2 separate regions of the Mus musculus genome follow, and region 2 is linked to region 1. A link is a contact called in public HiChIP or PLAC-seq data. All regions are on one chromosome and are shown on one strand. The core of a region is the stretch at or near the end of the contact, and the rest is flanking DNA. Distances in the headings are between cores, read along the strand shown.

Region 1 (3,030 bases), core at 302-2,801:
AATACATAAACAATGCATGTTCATTGTTGGGAATTTAAAAGTGTGGAAAAACACATAGGTCAGCTGAAACCCCTTGCCACCACCCTTTGACAACTGTGTGCTGCCGTAAGCGTGTCAGCATGGCCACCCTGCCCTGTATTAGGAAGCATGGCTCCTCTCTGCCCTCTCTTCCCTCTCTCCTGTTGGGTAAATACAAGGTTGTAAGGCACTTTGTCAGGCTGGGCTCAGAGGGAGCCACTAAGGCCGCCGCTGCAGACAAGAATGAAAACAGTTTTCAGTGGCTCCTTAAGAATAAAAAGGAGCAGCCAGAGATGCGTTTGGAGATCTGTATTCCAGCTAATGCTACCCCAACTGATAGACTGCCTTTAGATTTGTTTTCCCTTAATATAAATGTTTACACATACATTTGAGTGATAAAAAAAAATGGATGTCTGTATTTTTTGTTTTCCCCACAAAATAAAAGTGTTTGTGCATTTCTGCTATGGTGGTAATTTATAAACAACAACAAGGAAGACCAGTGCCTTTTATTTTTAATGAAAAAGTAGGTACTCCATTTTAAATTTCAGTAACAATTTCGGGGGGAATAAATTCATACACTAACTTTATGTACAAAAACAAGTTAAATTCTGAAATGGTGATATATTTTAAGATACAAATCAGCAACACCACTGATATCAATGAAGGAGGCTTTCAGCCGGAGTGCTTTGTCCTTAGCTGTATCAGTTAGCATGGTTTCATCCTTAGCAGCTGGATGCCCAGGCTGTGATCGGGAGCCAGCCAGGCTCCGTGTCTAGACCTTTTGCAGGGGCTTCCTTCCTCTTTCCCTGTCTCCTATGAAGGAGCAGTGCCCACTCGCATGATTCTGAAGAGGGTGTTGATGTTGTTGCTTCGAATCGCATCCCGACAAGCACTGATCACCTGGTTCTTTGGCTTTCCAACTGTGTGAGAAAAAACATTGAGTCGGTGCTTCCCAAAATATGATTAAAAGGGAAATTAGAGATTCAAAGCCAAGCCAGGTTGGTGGCGCACGCCTTTAATCCCAGCATTCTGGAGGCAGAGGCAGGCAGATCTTTGAGTTCAAGGCCAGCCTGGTCTACAGAGTGAGTTCCAGGATAGCCAGGGCTAAACAGAGAAACCCTGTCTGAAAGAAAAGAGGTGGGGGGTAAGGACAGTTTGAAGACAGCATAAAACCAGGGTAGAAAAGAATTACATATACATATACATAGCTAACTTGCTACCTCCTGCAGGGTGTGGTAGCTCACGTCTTTAATCCCAGCACTCGGGAGGTAGAGGCAGGTGGATCTCTGAGTTCGAGGCCAGCCTGGTCTACAAAGTGAGTTCCAGGACAGCCAGGGTTATACAGAGAAACTCTGTCTCGAAAAAAAAACAAAAACAACAAAAAAACAAAAAAAACAAAAAAAACTTGCTACCTTCTAGGAAAGACAGAATTTATTACAAAAAAACTTAGAGGTCATCCCAAGCCAGAATCAAAGTAGGTTTGTAGAGATGACTCAGCTTGCACTCCTAACAAAGGCAGCTTGATCGAAGCAGCGGAATCAGCAGCTCTCCGGCCGCATTTCCATTTCCTGTGGCCTATCCCACAACTCTCTACGCTTCCAAGATGGATGCTTGCCCAAGTTATTTTCAGTTGTTGGTTTTTTTTTGTTTTGTTTTGTTTTTTTCCGTCCCTAACTTACAAAGTTATTTTCTTCCTTTGGATTATAAAACTAAGTTTTCCTTTAGGACAGTGGTTCTCAACCTTCCTAATGCTGCAACCCTGTGATATAGTTAATTCTTCATGTTGTGGTTACCCCCAACCATAAAATTATTTCTTTGCTACTCATAACCACTTTTGCTACTGTTATAAATTGTAATTTTCTGATATGTGACCTCCAGAGAGGTCACACCCCACAGGGTGATAATTGCTGCTTTAGCAGCTACAGCAAGATCTTAGAAAAGGAATTTAGGGTTTTATTCCTTTTTTTCTTTTTTTTGGATTTTGGTTTTTCGAGACAGGGTTTCTCTGTGTAGCCCTGGCTGTCCTGGAACTCACTCTGTAGACCAGGCTGGCCTCGAACTCAGAAATCCGCCTGCCTCTGCCTCCCAAGTGCTGGGATTAAAGGCGTGAGCCACCACGCCCGGCTATTTATTTATTTATTGAGACAGGGTTTCTTCATGTAGCCTTGGCTGTCCTGGGACTCATTCTGTAGGTCAGGCTGGCCTATACTAACAAGAGATCTGCCTGCTTCTTCTACCTCTTAAGTGCTGGGATTAAAGGTGTATGCCACCATGCCCTGCAAGGCTTTATTTCTTTAAAAAACAGAACAATAAAACCAAAAATCTGTCTAGAGAAAACTAAAGTCCTGGGTTGAGTAGTAGAAGCCAGGGCCAGCTCTGGAGTGTTGAAGGAAGGCTGCTTTGGGCTTCAGTGTGAGTTTTATAATGTATCCACAATCTTCTGTGACCCTCATGTTTTCAAAATACCATAGGCAAATCAGGTACCAGGGAAAGACTTACCGCGCAGACGGCCTGCTCTTTGGATTGCTTGGTTCACCGCCTTCAGGTTTCCTAGCAGTTCTGTGTGGTTGTTACAGCGAATCTTGTATCCATTCAGCAAATCTTTATTAAGGTCATAGAGCTCCATGTAACGACTCTTCATTGTTTTCCTGTGTAAATCAATAGAAGCCTGGCATCAACACTCAACAAGCCTCTGACTCACTGAAAAGGAGAATAGCCAAGCATGATGGCGCACAGTTCAAAGCCAGCCTGGGCCACTAGTGAGAGCCTGGGCTCAAAAGAATGGAAGGAAGGGAGGGAGGGAGGGAGAGGGTGGGGCAAGAGAGGGGGCGAGGGCAGGGCAGGGCAGGGCAGGGCAGGGCAGGGCAGGGCAGGCAGGCACATTTTTAGTTGTATTCTCACTAATACAGACTAATTACTGCTTTGAAAACATCCAAAAGTTTCCTTAAACATACCCTCTCTTTTTTCCCAGATAAATAGAAAACAAGTGATCTTTTTGAGTAATTGGTCCAT
Region 2 (3,030 bases), core at 275-2,774, 120 kb after region 1:
AGAAGGTTCGGTACACCATTGTGAAAAAACCTGGCAAGTTGTTGAGAACATGGGCTGTGGAGCCAGGCTGCCTAGCTAGCTAGACCCACTCCCCCACTTAGGATGTCAAGTAGCCTGTCTTGGGGACATGTCTTAGGATGACATGTGGCCAAGTCCCATGTCTCATCATGGGGAGCACACGGGGCTGCCATGAACCTGAATGTGTCTAGAACAGTCCCTGGCACATATCAGGGACTCAGGACTCTCTCCCTCTCATCCAGCCATGGTGTGTGGCAGTCAGCAGGCAATCTATAAGTGTGCTCTAAGTTAAATGAGCATGTATCGGATACTGTCTGCCAGTCACATACTAATCAGGTCCAACCCCACTCAGCTTCCAAGAGGAGAGGAAATATAAATATAACAGACCCCCTGATAGAAGTCTTCAAGGCTCTGTTTCCTCCAGAACAACCCAGTCCTAAAAGATGAGGACAAGGGGCTGTGAGGTCAAAGAGATGCAGACACATCTAGAATTAACGAGTGACAATTACTGGGGGAATTTACGGACAGAAGTGTGGACCCAGGCACCAGAATGTCCAATTTGGCATCCCACATTTTGACTCAGTTGGGAGTTTAAAGGCTTGAACAAAAGTGACTTGACACTACTGGAAGGTAGCTGGCTTATCTTAAGATGATCATGAAGAGCCGGGTGCATCCTGCCAGTCTGACTGCAAAGTCTCATAAATGACTCCACCTTATCAACTCATGGTTTGCTAAGAAATTGTGCAGTGACCACTAACTAGGGTTACTCCAGGATAGTCACAGGGATAATCAAGATGGCTACAGTCCTGGCAAGCTGCACCTACATCGTGTTATTTGGGGATCAGTTACCACGTCAGAGCGTTGCTTCTGAGCTGGACCACTACAGTTTGAACATCTCCATCTTTAAATGGCTCCATTCCTGTCCCCCCCCCCCCCCGACTTTAGGGTAGTTGGTATGGAATAAGCTAAGACAGATGTGTGGGCCTCTTGGGAGAAGCCACGAGGTCAGAAGACATCTCTACTTGTTGGAAGACCCTACAATTAAGGTCGGCAGTCCACCATGTCCAGATAGGTTCTGAGCTTGGCACAAAGTGGAGGACTACCTTTCTCTGTGGGGCTTTCCCTTCTTTGCCTGACCTTATCTGGAGAGCAAGACCCTGCACATATCCTCTACCCCTGGAAAGTCATGTAGTCCGTGGCCAAGGTTCAACTTCCATCTCTCCCATTAAGAACCTGCCTCCAAAGCACCTGGAATTCCTCTCCATGTAAATGAAGCATTCCGATTCCCACCCCCTACCCCCCACCCCCGCCACAGCCAATAATTTACTCTCACCCTGAAAACCACTCCTCACAGTTCATATGACCTTTGTTCACCTCTAATTTAAAGGAGCAAGCAGTTTCGCTGCAGGTCATCTGCTAAGAAAGCTGAGTCACTGAACACCATGTAAAAGAGCTCTAACTCTGAAATCCTCGGAGAAGCCCCGCCCCCAACTCACAGCTGGACCGAGATCCTGCTGACGCAACCCTTCCGGGTTCCGTCCGCTTCATGCCCCCATCCTGACCCCCGGAGTGTGCAGTGGTGCTTAGACACCCCGAGGGAGGAAGCGGAACTCAGAACCGCACCAATCACGCTGTTTATTACACTTAGGGGGAGTGTGTGCGCACATTCATGTGCATGTGGCATGACAAGTGTATGCACGGCAGAGATCATTTTTAGGAGGTAGTTCTCGCCCACCATGTCCTAGGGATCAAATTCAGATCGCCCAGTTTGGCTAAAAGGTACCTTCACCCACTGAGCCATCTTTAAGGCCCTCACTCACTCCTTCACGTGACCACGTCTTGCCCACAGCAGGGAAACTGTCGGTGGATGAGCGGAGGAAGCAGGAAGTTAAGTCTGAGGGCTTGGCATGATACCCTATCCAACCCTATATAATCCATAGTAGTTCAAAAGAGAGAAACCAGTTAGATTCTCTCTTCTGAAGAGTGTAAATTCAAAATGCACGTGGAGCATCTAACAAAAGGGCCCCCAGGGCGTGTGTGTAACTAGAGTGACATGTGTGACTGTAAAGAACCTATTCTAAATGGCAGCCACAAGAACTGGTGGGCCAAGCCTGGGACTTGCGTTTCCATGGGAAATGCTGTATATCTCATTTTTCAAGGGATGCGGGGTGGCTGGACATCTTCTGAGAGGGCACCCACCGTACTGTGTGAATTCTGAAAGCAAGCCCTATACCATCTGGGATTCTCTGGGCACAAGCTGCAGGGGTGAGGTCTAGGTAAATTAGGCAAGGCAAATTCATTAAAAAAGGACTTCGGGATCCATGAGGTTGACAGGAATAGCGGAAAACTAGACTTAGAAAATGATAAACCGGGCTGGAGAGTTGGCTCAGCGGTTAATAGAGCACTGACTGCTCTCCCAGAGGTCCTGAGTTCAAATCCCAGCAACCACATGGTGGCTCACAACCACCTGTAATGAGATCTGATGCCCTCTTCAGGTGTGTCTGAAAAAAGTTACAGTGTACTTACATAAATAAAGAAAAAAGAAAAAAAAAAGATGTTAGGCCTTGGTCAGAAGGGTAAAGAAGAAGCCTGGGTTCGCCATTTTTGTCACCTAGTGGTGGCTTCTCTTTTTATTGTCTGCCTCTCAGGGCTCTATCTGACTTCTAGACCCTCACCAGCATTTAAGAGGCTTAGGCAGGAGGATTGCAACACGTTCAATCTAGCCTAGACTACATGGTGAGTTCCAGGCTAGCCTAGCCTAGGCTACAGAATGAGACACTCAAGGGGGGAAAAAAAAGGGCCAGGCACAGTAGCACATGCCTTTGATCCCAGCACTCAGTAGACAGAGGCAGACAGATCTCTGAGTTCTAGGCTAGCCTGCACTACATAGAGATAGTAAGGACCAGGCCAGCTGAGACTACACAATGAGACCTTGTCTAAGAGAGAGAGCAGGAGTTCCAGAGAGTGAGAGTATAGCAGTTGCGTGTGGCCAGGTGACAGGCTGTGTCTCAT

The links. HiChIP or PLAC-seq counts read pairs in DNA pulled down with a chosen protein or histone mark.
Region 2: a contact with region 1 is called in an H3K27ac HiChIP or PLAC-seq map of embryonic stem cells, with 7 read pairs. The contact joins two enhancer-like sites. A contact is called at or near these places in 13 of 484 Hi-C or Micro-C datasets (the C2C12 cell line, Th2 cells, bone marrow-derived macrophages and 10 more), 9 of 115 datasets of contacts at active chromatin or transcription factors (bone marrow-derived macrophages, craniofacial prominence, embryonic stem cells and 1 more) and 4 of 9 other capture datasets (adipose tissue, embryonic stem cells, liver and 1 more).

What each region holds. Positions count from the first base shown.
Region 1 is chr8:94,067,445-94,070,474 of GRCm38.p6, forward strand. It overlaps Ogfod1 (2-oxoglutarate and iron-dependent oxygenase domain containing 1), which reads left to right. Exons shown (of 13, transcript NM_177767.4): 13 at 1-478. It overlaps Bbs2 (Bardet-Biedl syndrome 2 (human)), which reads right to left. Exons shown (of 17, transcript NM_026116.3): 16 at 2,518-2,666; 17 at 508-938. The coding sequence ends at 832. Among named protein-coding and RNA genes, the nearest start is that of Bbs2, 30 kb to the right of the region's middle. Within about 2 kb of position 1,552, at least 7 of the 459 cell types and tissues checked have an H3K27ac peak or open chromatin away from gene starts, as enhancers often do. A contact at or near this core is called in embryonic stem cells, where this site is marked.
Region 2 is chr8:94,189,762-94,192,791 of GRCm38.p6, forward strand. No RefSeq gene overlaps it. Among named protein-coding and RNA genes, the nearest start is that of Gm39228, 7.9 kb to the left of the region's middle. Within about 2 kb of position 1,525, at least 150 of the 459 cell types and tissues checked have an H3K27ac peak or open chromatin away from gene starts, as enhancers often do. A contact at or near this core is called in embryonic stem cells, where this site is marked.